2 separate regions of the Gossypium arboreum genome follow, and region 2 is linked to region 1. A link is a contact called in public Hi-C data. All regions are on one chromosome and are shown on one strand. Each heading gives the region's core, a stretch centred on a gene start, on an enhancer-like site or on the middle of the called end of the contact. The rest is flanking DNA. Distances are from core to core; before and after follow the strand shown. Region 1 holds the start of LOC108470670 (probable pectin methylesterase CGR3). Region 2 holds the start of LOC108473742 (branched-chain amino acid aminotransferase 2, chloroplastic).

Region 1 (7,268 bases), core at 3,739-6,238:
GCGTTACTCCTCTATTTAATCTCAAACTTAACTATGCATATTAACCTCACCTTTCGATGATGGCAGTATGGCACTATTAAGAACAAGTGGACTAAATTTCTCTAACCCTCACTTAACTTCCGTTGTAATGCTTGTTGGCTCAAACTGTCACTGCACTTTCCAGTGTTAGTGACTACAATAACACTTCTGCGTTAAAAACATTAAAACCTTAAGATTAAACAATAAAATCAAAGATTAAATAAGATAAAAATTCACCAAGAATTCATCAGTGCTTCCATACAATTAGAAATCAGAGAGTAATCACCAGCATTTAGAAAGAAATAAGAAAGAATCGAATGGAGAATACTATCCCTAGACAACTCGACTGAATCTCTCCATTCCCTCTTGTTACGTATTTAGGTCTCCTCATCAAGAGCTTGTTTGCTTCTGGTTTTTACGTTGGCTCACCCGTGAGAGGTTTAAGCTACCATGGCCGCAAGCTCTAATGTTAGATGATGAAGAAGATGATGGAGAGAAAAAAAAAACTCAAGAAAGCAAATCGTTTGCAAAAGATGTTGGAATCGTGTATAGATGAAGCACAAAGTGCCTTTGTACCCAGGCGTCTCATTACGGAAATGTTTTTCTAGCTTATGAGGTACTTCACACGCTTAAAAACAAGAGAACTGGAAGGAAATGGTAGATAATTTTGAAGCTTGATATGAGTAAAGCTTACGATCTAGTAGAATGGCCTTTCATTGAGCTAATGATGAGAGCAATGGGTTTTGCGGATTCTTAGGTGAATTTCATAATGAGATGTATTAACTCAGTATACTATTCTGTTATTCTTAATAGGCAGGCTGATGGAATTTTTAAACTGGAAAAGGGATTGAAACAATGTGACCCTTTGAGTCCCTAATTGTTCTTGTTTTGAGGAGAAATGCTTTTGAAGTTAATGAAACTTGCAAATTAGGAAGGATTGATAAGGGGTATGAAGGTTTATAGAAGGGGCCCATAGATTACTTACATAATGTTTGCAGACGATTACTTTCTATTTGGGAAAGTGACACGTGAGGGTGCTAATGTTCTAAAAAGAATCATAAGGGAGTATGAAGACATTTCTGGGCAGTGCACCAATTTTGAGAAATCCACAATGTTTTTTTAGCTCAAACACTACAAATGCGAGTAAGGAAGTGGTTTCCCAAATGATGAACATACGAATTTCTACTATACCAAAGAAGTACCTAGGCCTACCAAACATTGTTAGAAGTGGTAAAAGAAAACCTTTTCAGAGTCTTAAGGACATGATATGAGCAAAAATTTCTGGATAGAGTATTCAACATCTCTCACAGGGAGGCAAAGAGGTATTTATAAAAATCAGTCCTCCAAGCTCTCCCTACCTATTCTATGTTATGTTTTTTATTACCAAAAGTGCTTTGTTATGAATTAGAAAGCATTATTAGTCAATTTTGGTGGCGTCAAAATAGTAATAAGCGTGGTATTCATTGTCATACATGGAACCGATTATGTGAATTGAAAAGTCACGGTGGCCTAGGTTTTCGCTCTTTATCTCAATTTAATTTAGCCTTACTTGCCAAACAAGGATGGAGGTTGCTTAGTTATCTAGATTCATTATTAACACGTACTCTAAAAGCGAAGTATTTTCCAAATACTAATTTTATGGAGTCAACTTTAGGACAACTACCTTCCTATACCTGGAGAAGCATATGAGTCACCAAGGGCATTTTGGAGGCTGGAATGTACTGGAGAATTGGTTCGGGTACGGAGGTCTCGGTTGGGGTAGATGCATTGATACTTGGAAATCAAAATCAACGAATTCAAAATCCTATACAAGATGATTCTATTCAAAGTGTGGCAGATTTGATAGACCAGTAAAAAAATAATTGGAAGGAGTATTTAATCAATTCTACCTTTGCTGTTGATGATGCTCGGTGGATTCTAGCCATTCCTTTACCCCTTGTTCCACAGAAGGATGCTCGCACTTGGAGTGGTAAAGCTACAGGGGAATATACGGTCCGAAGTGCTTAGAAATGGTTGATACATAACCATTATGGAATTTCTACTAATGAAAATTTCTACCCCTACTCCAACTGATACAAAAGGCTATGGAATATTGATCTACCCTCCAAAATATAAATTACAACATGGAGGATTATGAACAACTTTGTGCCTACTTATGAAAACCTATATTATAGGGGGTTGATGAACTCTGCGATCTGTCTCCGCTGCCACAATAGTGTGGAAATAGTTGAACATGTTTTTCAAAAGTGTCTGTACACAAAGGAGATCTGGCAACAGTTAGGGTTCACACAATGTATGGAAATGCATATGACTCAAATGGTAGAACGGGTAAATAGTTTTTTTAAAAATAGTTTCATGTACCTTGTCGATTGTTTTACTGTAGGTTGTGGGCAATCTGGATTGCACACAAAAAATTGCTACATGAAGGGCAAAATGCGACTGTAAGGGAGACAATATATTTCATCATAAAGTATTTGGGTGAAATTATGGGGGATAAAAGCAAAATTGTAAAGCAAATCATACTCGTTGGTGTATGGAATGCGCCTCAGAACCCTTTTGTCAAAATAAATTTTGATGCAAGATTTTGCAAGCAAGATAATAAATCCTGTTCAGGGATTATTATTAGAAATGACAAGTAATCTTCTCTGTTCAAAAATTGTTTTACATGCCAACATACCTTCACCATTTTACAGCAGAGGTGATGGCTTACTTCCAGGCAGTTTTGATAGGAGCTAAAATGGGTTTTCTAAATATAGAAGTCGAAAGAGATTGCTTGTCTGTGATTTGTAATCTGAAAGAAAATAAAGGGGAACGGTCAGTAATTGGAGCATATATTCATAATATCTGTGCGTCATGTGTGATTTTCCAAAACTGTGTTTTCCATCATGTACAAAAACATATAAACGGTTCTACTTATGTTTTGGCTACAGAGGGTCTTAAAAAAAATGAAGCAACTTATCTTGTGGGTGATGTTTCTGCTTATGCACTCGATGCTGTTGAAATAGATCGGTGATAACCACATCGTACAAGCCACATCTGATATCGGTTCCCTGTTCTGGAAGAGGGGAAGGAAATAGTTGGAAAAGGAATTTTTGGGTCTTTTTAGATGAAAGAGTGCCAATATTCTGAAGAGGCGCAATGGTTTTTGAAAGAACACCTTCCAGTATATCATTGAAGTAGATTGATAGGATTGATGGGATAATACTCTGACAGGCTGCTGAAAGGTTTAGCTTTTCAGATGCTTTGGAATTGAACAACTTACCTAGGTTGTTGGGATCATTTATGTTTCTTTTAATGCTTTGTCGGTTTTCTTCTTCTATCAAAACTAATTTCCCTTATGTTTAGTCTATTCATTGGGTTGGTCTTATTTATTTTGGGTTGTAATTTTTGTTCTATTTTGTTGGGCCTGTCTTTATACGCTTTTATTTGAATAAAATCTCAACCATTCTATTTAAAAAAATAAAAATAAAACAATCAAATGCATAATATTTATTTTAATTGTCAATGCTCTTTTTTTCAATCTTATTAGCTACCTATTTCATAAATAATTTAATTAAAATTTAATTGAGTTAGAGAGAAGTTTAGAGTAATCTACAAAGATAGTCACTTTTGTTTGCCTCATATTATATTTTAGTCACTTATGTTTGAAATGTTACGTTTTAGTCACTCATGTTATTATTTTATTACGAAGTGATCACCCTACTGTTAAGTTCTGTTATCTCCCTAACGTAATCCTATGTAGCAGTCTAATTAACCCAACTTGGATTTTCAAATAGGATGAAAATATATTTTTAATTACATAAAATTTAATTAATTAAAAATTTTAAATCCTAAACCTTAACTAAAAAATTGTTCATCTCCTCTCTTTTTTATTTTTATTTTTCTTTCGTCTCTTCTGTTTTTAGTTTTTCTTCTTCATTTTACTGGAAAAACTATTATCAAGATATAACTGCTGTCCAGTACATTGAAGATAGTAGTGCCGAATACATTGAAGATAGCAGTGCCGAGTCTTCTTCATCTTTATCATTCAAGGAAAATCCAATGAATAGAGGAAGAGAAGGTAAAGAATTCTTCTCTTGCCTAGAAGAATTAGTGTTTTTTGACTTGCGAAATCTGAAGGGGTGGTAGAGGGAAGCCCCTCCTGTTACCAATGATAATCATCGCGCAGCAGCATCATCACAAAGGCCATTGCAAAAGAAGGAACCAATACCCTCATTCCCTTGTCTTTCAAAATTAAAAATTGGGATTTGCACCAACCTGACACATATACCATTGCATCCATTTCTGGAAGAACTGGAGCTAAAGAATAAGCCTGCAAGGCTTTTGCAATAGTCAGCAATGGTAGTAGCAGGAGCAAATTTGGTGTATCCACTGTATGTATCCAAGCTAAAGGTTATGCATATTGATGGTATCATAGATTTGGTGTCATTTCCAGACAAGGGGCTTCATCATCTTACATCTCTTCAACATCTATCAATAGAAAATTGTCCTGATCTAGTATGCCTAATTAAGGAAGGCCTGAAGAGTTTAACTTCACTCCGATTTTTCAATATTGTCCTGATCTATCGATAGAAAAAATGACTTGAGCATTTCACATCATCGAATATTGAATATTCGATGAACAATTAAAAAAAGAGAGGAGATGAACAATTTTTTAGTTAAGGTTTAAGATTTAAAAATTTTAATTAATTAAATTTATTTAAGTAAAAAATTATTTTCATCTCATTTGAAAATCTAAGTTGGCACTTAAATTCTAGTTGGACTGCCACATACGATTATCGTTAGAGAGATAACGAAATTTAATAGTAGGGTGATCACTTTGTAATAAAATAATAACATAAGTGACTAAAACGTAACATTTCAAATATAAATGACTAAAATATAATATGAGAAAAATAAAATGATTATTTTAGAGATTACCCGAGAAGTTTTTATACAAATGTGTGTATAATAAATTTGTCTTTAAAAAGGATGATATAGAAATGATTTTTTTTTAGGATAATATAAGTTATTTAAAAAAAAATGCAAAAGCAAATAAATAGCGAATTTTGAGCTGCTTTCATAATTCCTACTGAGTAGTGTTTGCAAGGGAAAAAGAAGCAAAAAGAAAGGCCAAAAAAACACTGGCTGACAATCACAGATCTAAGATCCCAAATCCAAATGCCCCTTTCTCATTTCTTCATATCAAAGGTGAACATTGCCCACTTTCTTTTCTTTCTTTATCTCATATTCAAAGCTTTCTCGTGCTTTGGATCTGATTTTCTCGTTTTGATTGTTTGCCATTGATGTTTCTTCTTCCCATGAAGCTGGAATTTTGTCTAAATCTCTTGTTTTCTTGTTACAGTGTAAATAACAGGCAAGATTTAGAACGATAGTAAGCAAGCTACCATGTCAAGGAGGCAAGCTAATCCCATGCGCCGCTTTGTCGACAGCGGAAGCTTTTCTCTCGCTGGTGCCCTACATTCCAAACCCCGATCTTCTCCCATTTTACCAATCGGTCTTGTCCTTGTGGTATTTCTCTGTCTTTTTTTTTCCTCTTTATTTAATTTTATTTCTAATTTTGTTGCTTTTAGCGAAGGAAATTAACTTCGGTGGTAAAATTGAACTTTCAGGGCGCTATCCTTCTTATTGGCTATGTATATAGTGGCTCAGGTATCCTTACATTTTTACTGCTATTTCTTGTTTGGATTTACTTGCTTTGTTATTCAATACGCTAATCTTATTTGTTCAATTAATTACCCGTTACGTCTCTTCGGAGGAATATAGGCAAATTCCGAGGCGAAGCAGTTAGTCGGATCGGAGGTAAATTTTATTTTAGTTTGATTTTCACAATTAAATTAACTTGCGATTGTGAAGTTTCTGGGTTCCGTGTGAGTGTTTTAGGGTCCGGTTCCCTTCAGTACTTTTTAGTCTATTTCTTTATAGTACATCTTTGATCAACGTTTAACTTTCACAATTAACGAGTGATTCCTACTAATTTGAATGTTAATGATGAGTGCAGTAATGAACTGGAAACTAATGCTATGTTTCTATTTTTGGATAGATTTTATTTATTCATCCAAGTAAGCAGTAGTTTGTGATTAATCCCCCATGCTATACAAATGTGTTTGTTTAACCTATCATTCATATTGACTTTGTTATGTACCAGTTTAATTAAACAACATCCTTAATTTTGGATACTAATGCTATGTTTGTGAGTAGTTTTGAATTTGATATTTTTCTCATAAATCAAGGATAAAAATAGACATTTAGTTAAAGTTGGTTAAGATTTAGTAAACCTATATTTTCATATGCATTTGAAACTAATTATTAAGCTTATGGTTTCATGTATTTTATTATGCAATTTGTTCTGAATTTGAAATCTGTATCTATTCTCCCATCTTCAAGTTGTATGATACAACCTTAACGAGTTGGAGACCTTAAGTTATTTTAAGGTGCATCTAGATGAGCAGTGACATTGGCTTTAGTGAGATTAAAAACAACAGTGGAGGTGCGATTGGTTATTGTAGTGGTGAGATTAAATATTGTAGTAATGAGATTAAAAATTAGTGGTGAGACATGTGTGACTATTAGTGATATTAAATTAAATTGATATAAAATGGAATTTGTAACATTTTCTAAAAAAGCTAATAGTAATTAAAAATACTAAAATTAAACTAAATATTTTGAAAATAAAATTAACGATAGTTATGGAAACAAATAAAGAATATATTTAAATTAATAATTCCTTTAATAAATATTATTCAAATAATTTATTAAACTATAAAATTAATATAAAGTTTTAAACAATAAATTATAAATGAAAATTTAATTTTAAAATACCATAAAGATAAAATAATAAAAATGAAATTACAAAATTATAAATACAGAAGATAAAAGAAAGAGGGATAAAAATGGAAGTAGCTCTCAAGTGGGTTTCCCTGGACACTTTTAAACCAGTGAAAATTTGGTTTTCCATTGTTGTCCACGTAAGTTAATTGCACTGGAGGTGTGCTATTAGCAATTGTGCTATTGCACCAAAAAGGTTCTCAAACTCACTGTCCTGGTGCTATGATGGGTTTCCAAAGGAAGCCTTAGCCTGTGTGTAAGATTACTAAATTCAACAGCGATTGTATTTTGGGAACAGATTTGATCTTAGAGGTCTTGTTTCTGAATCTTATTGTATTCAGGCGTTCATTCGTTTGGTACTTGTGCCATGACCTTTTTCTTGAGTGATGCTTAGAGGTAACACCCTAAGGCGTAGTTTCTCC
Region 2 (6,632 bases), core at 1,597-4,096, 200 kb after region 1:
TGAACGTGTTTTCATTCACTCTCATTACCCATAATTTATAACATATAGTTGTGAATTAACCCACATCTCTCCCACATCCTATCAAGTATGCAACTTGTTTCATAATCATTCTTTAGGATAACTACTCTGGAAAAACTATCAATGGAAGATCCAAAGTTTCATCAAGGGACTTTTGATCTTTTGGCAAACTTTAGCCTCCTAAAATCTTCTCTACAATTATAATACCCATCGTAGGTCTCATCTTTCTAAACCCCTTATTGCATCCATCACCACAGCCGGCCACCGCACTTGTTTTCTTGAGCCTGCCCCGATCTACTTCTTTGCCATCTCTCTGCAACAACTCGTTTTGCTAGATTATAACATCTCCTCACCTTAACAAAAGAACTTGGAGACTCCATTAGGTCGAAGCAAACTTTGGGGTTAGTGATGAGACCTACGATGGTTATTATGATTGTAGAAAGAAAGTAGCAAACAGAAGTTTAGAGGGCTAAAGTTTGCCAAAAGATCCCCAATGAAACTTTAGATTTTACATTTATAGTCTTTCCAAAGTAGTTATCCCAAAAAAAAAGAAAAAAATCATGAAACAACTAGCATATTTTATAGGATGTGGGAGACATGTGGGTTAATTTAAAAGAACGTGTATGGGTAATGAGAGTGAGTAAAATCACATTCATGTTACTTGTGCGAGTAATGGGTAAGAAGTTACGAAGATGTCAGATATAATGGTAGTTTCAAGGAAGTTACACTCATGTAACTCATTTTAGCAAGGACAGTGCTACTTGCAAACTTAAGTGCAAGTGCACAGTTTGATCAACGAGTAGAAGGAGAAAATAATCTAGAGAAAGGTTAAGAAGTAGAATTCTTAACAGTATCTATAATCCGTATTTTAGCCTCCAACCCATTCTCTCCAAGACATCCCAGCAATGGAGCAAACCTAAGAATCCTGTTAAACTTCTTTAAGCTTAGTTTCACAACCTTTTCAACATTGAGTGATCCTGCGAGGAACCATATTTTCTGACAGTACTATTGACAAAAGCATTAATAACCAAAAATGAGCATCTACACTTTGTTGAGTTATTTTCTTGATCTCTGGAGGAGAGACTTAGGATAAAATGGAACCAATAACCCATTTCTTTAATACTAAAAATGAAATTAAACTTCCAAAATTTTTAGCATTTCTTGTGGCTTCTCTTGTTATATAAATTTCCAAAATACTAGATGATGATTGCATTAGTAACTATTTAGCATCAAGGTCCATTTGCAAGCAGTCTGCTCTGCTATAAAAGGAAACGCCATCAGCAAATGGAGCAAAAAACAAATTTTATTAGCCCAACAATAAATAATTAAATTAATCTTACAGAAGCAGTTATATGTTTAGCTACAGATAAATTCAATTTTTTTTAAAAGCATTTTCCATATGCACATAAACATTATCTGCTTAGGTCAGGCAAAAGTGTACTAAAATGAAGTCTAAAACTATTTTATTTACATGCTTTTCTTTTTTTAGCTTTTTAACAAAAGCAAGAATCAGTGTTGTCGAGGCATGTGCCTAGGTGCACCCGCACCCTAGCACCAACAAAAAAAGTACCTTAGACCCTTGAAGACAAGGTCCATTTGATTAGGCACATACCCAGTGTGTCTAGGCATGCATTTTTGTAAAGTTTTAGGCATAAAAATAAAGGCCACCTGATTGAATTTCTCTTTAATTTCTTTTGCTTGCACTTTTTTCATTAGATGTACCTTTACTTGTAAGAAAGGGATAATATCAAACTATATACTTCTTAATATTTGAGTATTGAACTATAGACATGGACAATAACGAAATCATACATACTGACAGATGAACTAGACTACACTTTTAGAGCTTAATATATGTCTTAGCTATTTACACACTCGAATGCAAAAACTCATATATATCACGATTACTCGCTTAAGCTTAAGCTAGCCCCCTTTTTTTGGCGCCTAAGGCAATATAAGAGTCCTAGAACCAGAGTACACCTTGTGCCCATCACAATACTAACTTTAGTATTTTATTTTTTCTTTTGCTATTTACTTTCTATTTAATAAAAAAATGAAAAAGATTGCCATTTGAAAGAAAAAAAAAAAAAAAGAAGAAGAAGAAAATTGCTATTAGCTATTTGCTTTTCTTTTTTGCTCTCCTATCTTTCAATTGATAGAAAAATTAAAACTTTAAAAAAATAGTTCTTTGATTGACAAAAAATAAAAGGGGGGGGGGAGAGAGAGACGCTAAAAGAAGGGAGCTTAATCGGAAAAAGGAACAATGCACTGCAGAAATCTAATGCGGTTTGGTCATATAATTTGAAAATTTTTAATCTTAGCGTTAAAAAAGAAAAACAAAAAGTACGCACCTATAAGAATCGGATAAAACAGCAGCATTCTTAAAAGGAGACTTAACTTCATGAGCATAGCGACAGGAAGCAAAAGCTAAAACTTGCTTATCTAACTGCAAAATAAACGCATAAGCAATTTAGCAAATAAGAAAGAAAAAAAAACAGTCAAAAACGTGAGGGGAAAAGTGAGATTACCTTGAGATATTGCGGCGGAGAGAAGCGCGTGCGTTGAGGGTAGAAAACAGAAAGAAATGTGGTGGCGGCGGAGGAGGAAGAGGAGTAAAACCGTGAAGGGCTAAGAATGTTGTAATTAGGCTGGAGAGTAGCTAGGACGGCGTTGCTCTCCATCTCCCCCCTTCTTTTTGGTCTACGAAATGGCAGTTTCTTTTGTAAATCTGTATTTGTTAGCTGACGTGACCAATATTTAACCTAAACCGCTAAGGATGGAAATCCCTTGCCCCCTCTCCATGACCCAGTTCGTGCCCCTTTATTATAAAAGGGACCACGTTTTTTTTAAGTTGTAAATAATTTTCTTACTGATAATATAATTTTTAGCCATGGACTTTAGTTTGTTTAGTTTGTATATATTTTTTTATCTATTTTAGTATGGAAACTTGATAATTATATTTATTTTGGTCTCTAAATTTGATAAATATAGAACTTTGATATATGTCATTTTAAGATTGTATTACATTATTAATTAAAATTTAAAAATTATATAAATTTTTATGTAATGATATGATACAATTTTAGAGTGTCACATGTATTGTTCTAATAAGCGACAAGTGGTCAAATAGATCATACTATTGGTTCTCGATTTAATCGATTTGATTAGTTCAACTGCTTAGACCAACAATAATTAATTAACTAATTAATTAAAAATTCATAAAACTTTTAAAAATATATTAAACTAGTTCAACTTGTTCAATTATGGGTTTTTATCCTTATTTTTTTATCAATTTCAAGTAATTTTCGATTCAATCGATTTAACCCATTTTATAAACCAATATATCAGTTGATTATCAGTCCAATCGGTCCGACCAACTAATCCAATCATGTTCTAAGAACACGGCCACATTACAAATCTTGACAAAATCTAAATTAAGGGACTAAAATGGATTTAATTCCCAAGTTTAAGAGCTAAAAATTATATTATACCTTTTATAATAAAAATTACTTTTTCCTAATTTGTTTTTCAGATTACATATTAATTGCAAAAAAAAATCAAATTTTAAAAATAAAAATTACAATAAGAAATTAATTTTATTTATCATTATATTTTAATTTATTCGATAGAAAAATAAAAATAATTGAAGATTGCCACGTACTAGTTTAGTTAGTTGAGTCTTCACAAGTTAATTTTACAAATAAATCTAAAATATTAAACCAAAACATTAATTTTTTTATTTGACTAATATTTTATATTTATTTTATATATAAAATACATAATAAATATAATATATAACAGCCCATTTTAATATCATATAATAATTAAAAAAGAGTTAGATTTAAAAACCTATTCAAGGTCCGATTATCAAAAAGTCAATCTAAAATTTGGAAGGATTTGGATAAAAATATTAAGATTAAAAATTATATAATTTTTGTAATTTTCAATTGATGATATAACACAGTCTCAGAGTGTCATGTCATCAAACTTTTATATTTTTCAAGTTTGGGACCAAAATGAATCTAGTTGCCAAGTTTAAGTACCAAAGTAGAAAAAAAGTACAAGAACTAAGGTGAATTTAAATAATACATATTCATATTCAATAAAGTGTAGGAGTAGAGGTTACCTAACCCTATCCATCGTAGTGTGTCTATAGCAGCTAAATTGTTATTTTTTGCTCCTCAATTTTATTTTCAATTTTTCATTTTGCTTCTTAAATAAAATTTTGCTTCTAAAAGAAAATCATTCTCAACTTCAACTTTTGAAATCATTTTCTTGTATTTGGAATCTATGTCTCAAATTCTGATACTAACTCCTTAAAAGGCATCTTGTAATTCATTAAAAGAATATGAATTTAAATAATGTGAACTAAAAGATTGGCTCTTTAATAGCCATTAAACACATCACCTTTGGATTTGAAGGGTAGATTTCATTTGATTGTTGATCATTGACTCCTTATCCATTAGTTGAGCATTTGCTTTTACAAGGAACTTTTAATCTCCTTCTTTTCCTTCCTACCCCCAAAAATTTCCTCTAATTTATCCCATATTTGCTTGGCATTACTATAAAAGGAAACTGTGTTGAAGACTTATCCATTCAATCCACAAAAGAGAGTGTGTGTAGCATTAGTAGTTTGTTGAGCCTTGGCCTTGTCATTTGCATCCCGTCTTTCTTCCTCCTTGGACACCTCTAATGAACCTCTTGTAATAATTCTCCAAGCACCATAATCAAATGTTTGGACAAAGAATTTCATTCTCACTTTCCAATTTGAGTACTTATCTTCATTTAGGAGTGGAGGACATATGATGTAATGACCTTCTTCTATAGTTGTTGACCTTAACCTTGTAGGCATCTTTGAAACTTGCTATTTACCTTGAATCACTTCTCCTAATGGTGAAACTTTTAATGGAGAACTAGCTCCAATACCAATTATTAAGCTTCAAAATACCAAAAGTACATTAGGAATGATGTAAGGATATTATCATCGGTAAAATTTTGGTTAACCCAATAATTTGGAATAAAGGACTTGGGAGAAGCTAATTTTGTTTTAGGTATTCGAATCCTAAAGGATCGAAAGAACAAAGTGATAGCATTATCTAAAAATTCATACATAGAAAATATATTGGAACGTTATGTAATGACCAAGTTAAAGAAGAGAAATCAACCTTCTGTATCGGGTTTTCATCTTTCCTTAAAGGATTGTCCTAAGACAATGGAAGAAAGAGAGAACACGAGAAAGGTTCCTTATGCTTCAACAGTAGGAAGTCTCATGTATATTATGTTTTGCACATGCCCAAAAATTTGTTTTGCAGTGGGGTCAGTAAGTCAATATCAAGCGAATCCAGGAGACTTGTTTTGGAAAATATACAAAACCTATAGTAGCGCCGATATATCACATATAAGAACAAACTCTGGGGATTTATTTTGCCAAGAATCTACTAGCTAAAAAGCTTTTTGGGAAACATATGGAGGGATATAAGAATGCGAAACATGACTCATCTACTTCAATAGGGCAAGTGGGAGATTGTTGAATTTGGTGCCCTAAGTGTAATATTATTGTCCAAGTACACTTATAATTGGTACTAATGTTACTTCATTTTGAATATTTATTCTTAATGGTGTTGCAAGCCTAGACTCAGTTAGCTAAATGAATATTTTCCTAATCCCTAAAACTACTCATTTGACTACTATGTCTCAATATCAACCTATTTGTTTGTAGATTGTCCTCTACAAGATTATTGCTAAAGTTATTGCCAACCAATTTAAAATGGTTCTCTCTGCTTGTATTGATAAAGGACAAGGTGCCTTTGTTTTGGACAACTTATTTTAGATAATGTTTTAGTGGCATATAAACTGCATAAAATGAAAAACAAGCAAGTTGGTAATCAAGGTTGCTTTGCACTCAAACTTGATATAAGTAATGCTTACGATTGAGTTGAGTGGAATTTTTTAGAGGGTATCCTTTCGCATTTGGGATATACAAAAAGATGGATTGATTAGTAATGACTTGTGTTCAAGCTATTTCTTACTCTATTATTTTTGACAAGTGGTTTTCTTTTTTTTTCTCGGATGTGGTTTACAATAGGGTTTCCCTCCCTTCTCGTATTTATTCCTCATTTGTAGTTAATGCTTCTCTTCTCTTTTCAAAATCGTTAAAAGTATTCTCTAGAGAGTACAAGTTAGTCGTGGATACCCTAGACTTACTCATTTATGGTTTGCTGACAACAATATTCTTTTTAGAAATGCCACATATGATGGGGGTTGATTCTATTCATTTGTTTATTCACGAGTATGAATCTCATTCTGGTCAATTAGTTAATTTTGATAAGTCCATGGTGTTTTTCAGTGCTAACGCTTTTGATGTGGATAAAAAGCGGCATACTTTAGTTATTACGTGCTCATAATGTGCCTTGCCCGAAAAAGCATCCAGGCCTCCCTTCTATTGTTGGAAGGAATCATTGATCAATGTTTCAACATTTTAAGGATAACATACTTTCTATAATCTCTGGTTGGAATACTCAATTTCTTTCCCAAGGTGGGCGTGTTGTGTTGATTAAATCGGTTTTGAAATCATTACCTAGTCGTGCTATGTAATGTTCTCTATTACCTAATTC

Evidence for each region. A called contact is a pair of places that touch in the nucleus more often than the background predicts.
Region 2: a contact with region 1 is called in a Hi-C map of leaf, with 3 times the contacts expected there. The contact joins the promoter of LOC108473742 here to the promoter of LOC108470670 in region 1. A contact is called at or near these places in 2 of 5 Hi-C or Micro-C datasets (both in leaf).

Annotation. Positions count from the first base shown.
Region 1 is chr11:42,685,921-42,693,188 of ASM2569848v2, forward strand. LOC108470670 (probable pectin methylesterase CGR3) reads left to right here and starts at 4,989. Exons shown (of 7, transcript XM_017772073.2): 1 at 4,989-5,208; 2 at 5,363-5,529; 3 at 5,631-5,670; 4 at 5,785-5,820. The coding sequence starts at 5,407. It overlaps LOC108474194 (a long non-coding RNA gene), which reads right to left and starts at 3,339. Exons shown (of 5, transcript XR_008274783.1): 1 at 2,696-3,339; 2 at 2,542-2,623; 3 at 2,380-2,457; 4 at 1,682-2,268; 5 at 1-150.
Region 2 is chr11:42,883,782-42,890,413 of ASM2569848v2, forward strand. LOC108473742 (branched-chain amino acid aminotransferase 2, chloroplastic) reads right to left here and starts at 2,847. Exons shown (of 10, transcript XM_017775475.2): 1 at 2,547-2,847; 2 at 2,370-2,464. The coding sequence starts at 2,699.